Regions from separate parts of the Sus scrofa genome. Here region 1 is linked to region 2. A link is a contact called in public HiChIP or PLAC-seq data. All regions are on one chromosome and are shown on one strand. Each heading gives the region's core, a stretch centred on a gene start, on an enhancer-like site or on the middle of the called end of the contact. The rest is flanking DNA. Distances are from core to core; before and after follow the strand shown.

Region 1 (4,452 bases), core at 1,264-3,763, 120 kb after region 2:
TTTGGCTAATGTTCAGCCATGTCGCTCAGATTCTCTCATTCACAGGAAGGCCGGTGCTGTCTTCCAATCAAGTTCTTTCTCCAATAAACCACTCTGCTTAGGGCTTACCCTCATGAGATAAAACTGGCAAGCCTAAAAATAGAAACCACAAATCCTGCCTGCCAATCCTGCATTCTAACCTCTAATCCACTTGTAGCAAGGACAAATATTTTCAGGAAAATAAAACGACACTGCATGGAACACAGGGACACAATTGCTCCTGTTGTCAGATCTTCCACTCAAAAGCCTAGAAATAAGGGGCTGGATTCCACTCTCCCCTCCTTGGTCACCATATACCTAGTTTCAACCTTCCTCTAATTTCTTATACAACCTGAGTTACCAAAGCAAATGAAGAAAAGATGAAATGAGGACACAGGCAGGAGGGGGAGAGACACAGAATTTCATCATTGTTACAACTTACTTAATGGTGGGAATTTGTCTTTTGTGTTTCAGTACAAGGCAAAGAGCCTAGTAGAAGTTCAGGGTTAGATTAATAGGACTTTCACGTTTGTCAAATGGGAAGTTGACTAAGTTAACTAAGTGACTGGATTTGAGGACCTGAGGCAGCCTGAGTGGAAAGTATCCTCAGAAAACCTAAGTGTGAGTCCCATCTCACCATTGCCACTCATATCTGGTTCAAAGGGACAAACTATTTCATGCCCTAAGGCTTAGAGCTCTTATCTCTAAAACAGCATTTCGAGTAATAGCCTTTTTTGCTGCACAGAGCTGTTTTGAGGCTCCATGAGAGAAAATATATAGGAAATGCTGTGTAAACTCTTAATCTATCTATAAGTATGAGGAATTATTATCACTGCACACAAATCCACTTATTGTTTCTGATTGGCTGTACACATAATTCAAATTCTCCAGGAAATAGCTCAGTCTTTATTTCTAGCTGTGTGGTATGCAGCTTCTAAACAGTTCTACTCAGACCTCGCCTCTTAACCTTTAGTCTTGAGGGTCTACAGAGACCTTTGGCTCTCAGTTAACTGTTACATCCCAAGCCAGCTGCAGGGCAGAAATTCCTGGTTTGATTTGTGTTTTAACCAGCTCAGCCGTTTTGTGGCTTGGCCACTGAAGTGCTCTCACAAAGACACAGACCAGAGTGGACTCAAACATGAACTCTGGTGAGAGATGAGTTCTGAGAGGAATCTAATTCAACAAAGGAGATATGTAAACAGGACTCAGGAAGCTGTGGCCACAGTCTTCTCTTAGGAGGCTTTAACTTTCTCAGTTTTGAAATACCGTGTTTGTTTCGCTGTGTGGTGAATGTCAGTATATTAACATTGTACTTTGAGATTTCTCAGCTGGCAGTGTGATAAAATTTAAAATATTATTCTCATTTAGTATCGTTTTAGAATTTTCATGGCATTAATGAAACTAATGAGAAACAACTTATGCTATTGGGAAGGGAGAGTGAGTGTTTTCAGCTGAGTTTTGGCATGGTTCAGTCTTTAAATGCATGACAATGGATTTATTATTGAAGAAATAAAGAGATTGGGCAGAATCAGCAGTTGATCATTGGAAGACAGTCATTTACTTTTTTTTTTTTTTACAGATAATAAGTAGTTTCTTGTGTATCTTTCTAATATTTTTATGCACATTATAAGAAAATACAAATAAATCTTCATATTTTTCCCCTGGACTTCTCAAAAGGTAGACCATCCAGTCTTTTATGTCAGAAAGCTTATAGCCCATGTTTAAATAATAATAAAAAGACACAACTATTAAGAGGGTAGATATTTTAGGTCTAGACTTTTACTGGTTGTAATGTTTGAATGTGAGAGTCCTCGTGGTTACAGATAGAAGCCTTGCTATAGTAGTCGCTAGTTAGTTTTTCCTTGGTTCCCAGAGGCTGCTGAATAATACACATTTGCTTGACCTGCAGTGAAAATAGAATAAGAGAAAGAAGAAAATGTGAAGTGGAACAGTGTGGTTGGGAAATTTCCACACCTTTATCCTTGGGGAAAAAAAAAAAAAGAAAAAACCTCTCTTATAAGTAAGGCTAAAGAGAATATTAAATGCATACAGTATGAGTCAAAGAAAATCATATTAACATTTATTCATCAAAGTGGATCGTTGGTCTCATCTGCATATGTGAAATTTATGGGTGACAGCCTGAACTCTCTGTCAGGGCATAGTCATATCAAACCGCAAGTGTCTGAATCCTTATTGCTTAAGTGCCTAGTTTCTAGGGTGTTTTGTTTCTGTTTTTCTTTTTAATTCTTCTTGTTTTGGCCCTTGAGAATCCAAAGAATGATTTCTTAACAAAAAATAAGACTAGCCAATAAATGAAAAATTAGGAAATTCCTCCATGATTTGGACAAGATTTGAAATTTTTTTTGTCTTCTCTAAGAAGATTTAATTTAGGAGTATGAACCAAGAAAAATTACAACATCATGCTCTGACCAGCTTGCTTCAGATAATGGCTTGTGTGACCAATGGATGTCTTGGGGGAAGGGAAATTCACAGAGAGCAATGAGGAACTTCTCTGTCATCTCAGGGTTTCACAATAAACACAGGAAACATTTGTAGCTGGCCCTCCGTTAGCCCAAAAGATTAGCTAATCCCTTATTTCACCATAAAATGCATTTTCAGCACAAGGTTCCTGAACTGCCAGCAAAGACTCATCGTGGCAGGCTCACAGTCCTCCTGGATGACAGTTGAAAGATGCTTTACCCTGTTCATGCAGACCCGGGCAGTTAGGAACCTGCCCAGGGGATATGTCTGGTGGACCAGAGTCTCTCCATAGCCCACCAATCAAGCTAGCTGATTCCCATGTCAAGCATGCCCTGGGAATTCTGCAACAGTGTTCTTAGAGTAATATCAGATTCCTGAAGCCCAGAGATGGATTAACTGTCCAGGTGCTCCAGCCAAATTCCGATTCAAATTAATACATCCTGTCCATACAACCTTTCACCTCTGTAGAGTGGAACTGTGACCTCCTGTTGCTCAGAGAGGAAAGAAAAGAAGCTGTATTTTACCATAGTGGTTTCAGAATACCTTTACACCTAGCCTGCAGCCTGCTTCACTATTTGTGGGTTGTCCACTGGCTTTTTTTTTTTCTCTAGACATAGTCATTTATTTCAAAAATGCTTGGTGTAATTTTTGAAATTATTTTAATTTGTATAAAGAATTCATCACAGATTTATTTTGGTAGAAGAGGCTTCAGAGATTATCTAATCCAACGGTCCAATGGCCTTTTATTTTCACAGATGAAGACATGGGAAGCCCAGAGAGGTTAAGTGCCATGCTCAAGGTCACTCAGCTAGTTAGCCCTAGTAAATTTCCAGTGTGAGCACAAGGTGAATTCCTAAACTGTTCCCATGGGTTCCATGTTTCCACAGCTCCTCATTAAGCAAAGCCCTGAATGAGAGAGCAGTTTTGTCACACATGCTATACACACCCAGCACTTTTTGCCTCTAAGACATTGTACGATACCTCTAAGAATGCCACAGGCCTGAGATCAGCTGGGAAGGTCAGCTGCCCACAGAGCTTCCTGTGCACTGAGTGACATGACAGCTGGAGAGTATCTATCATATTTGTCTTCCAGAACCACCCCCCCCCACAACTAAGCTGGAATTTAGCATAGGCTCCAAATCGCAAATAGGACCAAATTCACTTTCTTTACTCATCTCGCACCACAAGGCTCTCTATATAAGATAGAAAAATATAAAATAAGCACTAGCAACAATTACAGTAAAGGGAAAATTATTTTGATAGTAACATAATAAAGACAGGTCAAATTTGTACACAGAAGCAAATATTAAAAATCTCCGTTTAGTGTCTGGAGAATGGTGTTAACTTTGGCGCTGAGTTGCTAAGTGGCCTTAGCAAAGTGGGACAGATGATCTGTTATAAGGTTCAGAATATTCATAAGACTAAAAAAAATCAATTCAAGGGAAGCATAGCTTTTACTCATAAAGAGAAGTTCTTAATACCATCCTCTCAGATATAACAGTGAATTTCATACAGCTGTGTCTCATTATATTCCTCAGTGCAAGCCAAAGGCACAACAACTCACAAATTAGAAAACATGTTTCCAGGATATTGAACGTGGGAGCAAAACAATGGATCTAAGTACACGCTGAGCTGTTTAGAAATCAGTAGATGATACGTCCTTAAGGAAATCTTCTGTAGTACTATTCCTTAAAATTGTTTTTTTGAATAATTATTGGGCAGCAAAGAGAGAAGAAATTAGTGAGTCCAGTGAAGATATTGGTTCCTGAGGCAAAGACCACTCAAGGTCCCTGTATGGTCAGGCCATTCAAGATGTCTTACTCCCTGTACATCCCCTGCTTGAGCAGGCCCTGCTTCACTCACATGAATCCTCTTAATTGTAGGGCTTAATCAGTAACTGCTTGCATACTTGCCCCCTACCACCTGCCCCAGCCTCTGCTTTCCCTGGTAACC
Region 2 (4,192 bases), core at 775-3,274:
CACACTGTTTTCATGGAGACAAAGCTGCCCTATTTCCCTAGACTATAAACTTGTTATAAATGGTGAGAACATACAGTCCCAGTAAGTCAAGATTACAAAAATACACCAAGCAACATGGATCTTATTTAACAAAAATGAAAATAAACCACATTGGGAAAACAAAAAAGTCACCCATTGTACTTCCAATGTGTAACCAAGATATATATTACAATTTCTTTAGGTAAGTAAATGAAAACACCACCAGGGCCTTATATCCGATAAAGGAGTCTTTAAGAAAAACGGGGGAAGGGGGGGTGATTATATGGGGGAGGGGAAATCAAACCATTCCGACTAAAAATAACCCATCATTTCACCCACCATATTTTATTAACAAGCTTGTTTAGATTAGCATAAGGGTCTTGTTTGGAAAACAAGAAAGCCAATAGTCAACTTCCCTCAGTCAACTGTAAAATCACATATGTACTAAAACTCTTCACCTTGGTGCCTGCACAGTACACGGTTTTAAGTAAACTCCGGACACTGAGAAAGAGCAAGTTTTAAACTAGGTTCCAACACTTTTGTAAATTTTAATCACCAAATTATTTTCGACAATGTTATTAGATAACCTAAAAACGGGAGGGTTTTTTAAGAGCCATTACAACCAAAATTTCACGTGAAACACCATTTTCACAAACCTAAATTTATTCTCGGTTGCCACTGCAAAGTGATGCCTGTTTGAGCAAATTAGGAACTTCCAAAAATACTGAACACGTTAACACATGCATGGCTTCCCTTGAACTGCCATTTCAGATTAATATTTCACTTAAATAAAAGTCTGTTTCTGTTCAAAAAATGACATCGGTTGCAAAGAGGAAGTTACCAAGAAACCACCCTCACAACGTGGCCTTTACACTGTCAGAAAATAATGTGACTCTGAGCCACCCAAAACTTACCAGGAAGCTGGCAATAACTTTGCCAATTCTACACTTCTGAACCCAACTTCAAAGTGGCTCTATCAAATATCTTCTCCAGACGATAAAAAGCACTAAGTTACAAACAAACACGTCCAGGAGTGCGGCCCCGCCGCCGCGCGCCCCTCCCCCGCCCGCGCCCCCGCCCGGGACGCACGGCCCTAACAGCCACCCGCAGCCCCCCGCACGCCGGCCGGGGTCGCCGCGCCTGGGCCCGGGCCGCGCCGGGGGAGGGGAGCGGATTTCCATTGCTGCCTAAGGTTTAACAAAATAACACGCACAGTAGAGATCCCTCTCCCCTGCTAAAAATAGGCTATAAAGGAGTCGGCCTCATGATGGCTCCTTGATTCAATTTGCTGCACATTCCTTCCTGAAAGCCTCCCCCTATACAACACACACACACACACACACACACACACACACACACTCACACACAAAGGGGGTGTAAACGGATGAAGGGTGGAAGATGGGGAGAAGGCCGAGGTGCACATTTTCGGGGACAACAGCATAATAAGGGTGAGGATCCCCCGGGACCAGGAAAGGGTAGGGGGTGGGCAGGCACGTGAGCATTTCAAAGAAGCCTGAGAGAGCTAAAAGGGGGGATGGGGCACCCTAAATGCCTTTCCTTTCTCTCCCTCCCCCACCAAACCCCCAGCTCCCCGAAGGGCCAAGTTGAAAATGCACGTTCCACTTGAGCCCATCCCCCCGCCGGCCGGCGCCCCCGAACTACCTCCGCCCGCGCCCCCCGCCCCGGCCCGCAGCCCCCACCCCGGGGTCCGGCCCCCGGCGCTTACCTGGAAACGGTGGCCTCCGACGCGCTCCCCCCTCCCGGGAATGGAGGCACAAGGAAATTCCCCTCGTCGCCGCCGCCGCCGCCTCCAACCACCCCCAAAATAACCCCTCCGGGGGGTGAGAGGCAATTATAACCCCGGCAAGCGGAGGGCGCGGGGGATGGGCGCCGGGCGGGCGGGGGCGGGGAGCGCGGCGCGGGTCCCCAGGTGGCGAGCGGAGGTGCTCCCGCCGCGGGGGGAGGGGCGGGGGCGCACGCGGCCGGCGGCGGGGGGAGGCGGCGCGCGGGGGAAGGGCGCGAGCGGGGAGAGGAATTGAGGCAGAAGGTAAAAGCTGTTACTAAGGGAAAGAGCCAAACGGTTCGGAGCAGCCAACGGCTCAGACACTCAACACTGGGGAGAGAGGAATGGGGACCAGCCAGGCACAAATGAGCTCGCGAGGCCCGCGGCGGCGGCGGCGGCGGCGGCGGCGGCGGCCGCGCAGCAAAACAAACCCGAGCGGCCTGCGCCGGGCGGGCGCGCGGGGAGGGGCCGGCGGGGGAGGGGCGCCGCGGACGCGGGGAGGCGGTGGCGGCGCGGCTAGGGGGGCCTCTGCTGGCCCCGCTCCTCTCCCCGCCCGCCCGGGGCGGTGGCGCTGGGGGGGCTGGGCGGGTTCGGCGCAGCCTTTTAAAAAGAAAGAAAGACCCGCAGGCGCCCCGAGGCGCCACCGGGCCCGGACCGCCCCGCCCCCACCGCGGCGCGCGGCCGGGTGCGGAGAGGCCTGGGTGTTGGCCGCGCGGCTCAAGGCCCTGTGGGGGCGGGGATGCTCGCGCCGTCGCGAGGGGGGCATTGCTGGTAAACTTTCCTGGGTAGGCCGGCGTGGCCCCCGGGCACCCGGACGGCGCGGTGCGGCAGGTGGGCCATAACGCACGCAGGGAGCGTGTGCGGAGAGTACGGCGCAGGCATCATATGGACATGTGTTTGTGAGAAGATCTGCACGCACCTTTGTGTGCATAAATACATATGTTTCTCGGAAGCGTACCTGGAAAGGTGCTTTATCTGTAATAAGCGATTCTCAAAATGTAATCCAGAGCACAGGAACTGTACAGAAAACACGCACACAAGAAAAGGGTTTTGATACTAAACACAAAGCTGTAATTGAAGTGTTTATGCCCAAATGTACAGTGAATTAAACATATGGTGGTATTTATCGTCTGGTGGGTCTGTTTGAAAGGTTTGGTCGATCAATTCGCTTTTCACAAAAATAAAATAATGTAACTAAATGTTTACTAAATACATACTTCTAAGGCAGCATCGGCAGTACAAGTTTATCCACTTTGTGTACTTTTGCATGTGTGTAGCATATCAAGGCGGTTTATACAGTGTAACTTAGATGAGTGATGATGTGACAATATGAGAAAGGGAATGCAAGGGGTTATTTAAAAAAAGGGAAGCAAGCCACATTTTTTTTTTTAAACAAATGCGTTTATCTTTCTAAAGTCCTCAAAATCAGGGCTTGGGGTCTTCTAAGACCTTTGTATGAGCCTAGTGTATAACAAGCAGCTTACTCTTAAGATTAGGCCTAGAAGAAACCTTTTTATTGTTACTTTCGGTTATTCCTGTCTTTAAAGTAAAATAACATTTTCACAGCCTTTTTAGGTGAGGTGTTCTGTTTTCGTACTTTAATCACAATATTTGGAAATTGGTGTAGTCATTATTTTAAAGCAATAGTCTTTTTCTCTCAGTATCAGAGACCTAAATTTTCATACTTAAAAAAAAAGTTCATTCCAAGTAACTTTTACACATCTGGACTCTGGGTGGCCTAATAAGCTCAGTGATGAGACAGGTGTTTTTTTTTTGAGCAAAGTCAAAGGCTCCTGCCCCTGATGAGCCCTTTTTTTTTTTTTTTTTTTTTTTTTTTTTTTTTTTTTTTTTTTTTTTTTTTTTGATGAGCCCTTGAAAGAGGGTGGGGAGAAGCCAGAGGCCCTTTCAAGCCATGTATTGGGATGGTGGGGTGGCAAGGAAAATCATCAGAGGAAAGGGAGTGAGATTGGAAACCTCCTCCCAAGCACCAGAAAGAGAGTTCAAAGCATCTTGGTGGTTTGTCCTTAGAGCTGTTTTCATATTTGAAAGAGGGAATGTCAGATTAAACAATGTCACCTGATGGGAATTTAGATAACTGCAGGTTTCCAAAACACTGTTGAGTGTTCAGGGAAACAGCACAAAGAGGGTGAGTCTTACCTTTCAGTAAGATTCTAAAGCTCAGGCTTATTTACTGCAGAACTAGCACCTTTTCAAAGACTTTCCAGAACCAATAAAACATTGTATCTTCCTTCAATATATTTAAGCACTGATTAATTACATATGTAAGTCACTAAGCATAATCCTCTTCAATTAGTAAGCTATCTCAGTAAAACTAAGGTTCATTATCTGAGCCACACAATGAAACAAATGTATTGGCTTAGCTCATTTTTA

The links. HiChIP or PLAC-seq counts read pairs in DNA pulled down with a chosen protein or histone mark.
Region 1: a contact with region 2 is called in an H3K27ac HiChIP or PLAC-seq map of alveolar macrophages. The contact joins the enhancer-like site here to the promoter of TBL1XR1 in region 2. A contact is called at or near these places in 11 of 47 Hi-C or Micro-C datasets (adipose tissue, alveolar macrophages, blood and 7 more) and 2 of 2 datasets of contacts at active chromatin or transcription factors (alveolar macrophages and skeletal muscle).

What each region holds. Positions count from the first base shown.
Region 1 is chr13:115,603,623-115,608,074 of Sscrofa11.1, forward strand. All of the region lies in intron 1 of LOC106505748 (a long non-coding RNA gene), which reads left to right. Among named protein-coding and RNA genes, the nearest start is that of TBL1XR1, 120 kb to the left of the region's middle. Within about 2 kb of position 2,514, at least 33 of the 83 cell types and tissues checked have an H3K27ac peak or open chromatin away from gene starts, as enhancers often do. A contact at or near this core is called in adipose tissue, alveolar macrophages, embryonic fibroblasts and 5 more, where this site is marked.
Region 2 is chr13:115,486,204-115,490,395 of Sscrofa11.1, forward strand. It overlaps TBL1XR1 (F-box-like/WD repeat-containing protein TBL1XR1), which reads right to left and starts at 2,025. Exons shown (of 16, transcript XM_021071196.1): 1 at 1,745-2,025. LOC106505748 (a long non-coding RNA gene) reads left to right here and starts at 1,359. Exons shown (of 8, transcript XR_002338112.1): 1 at 1,359-1,466.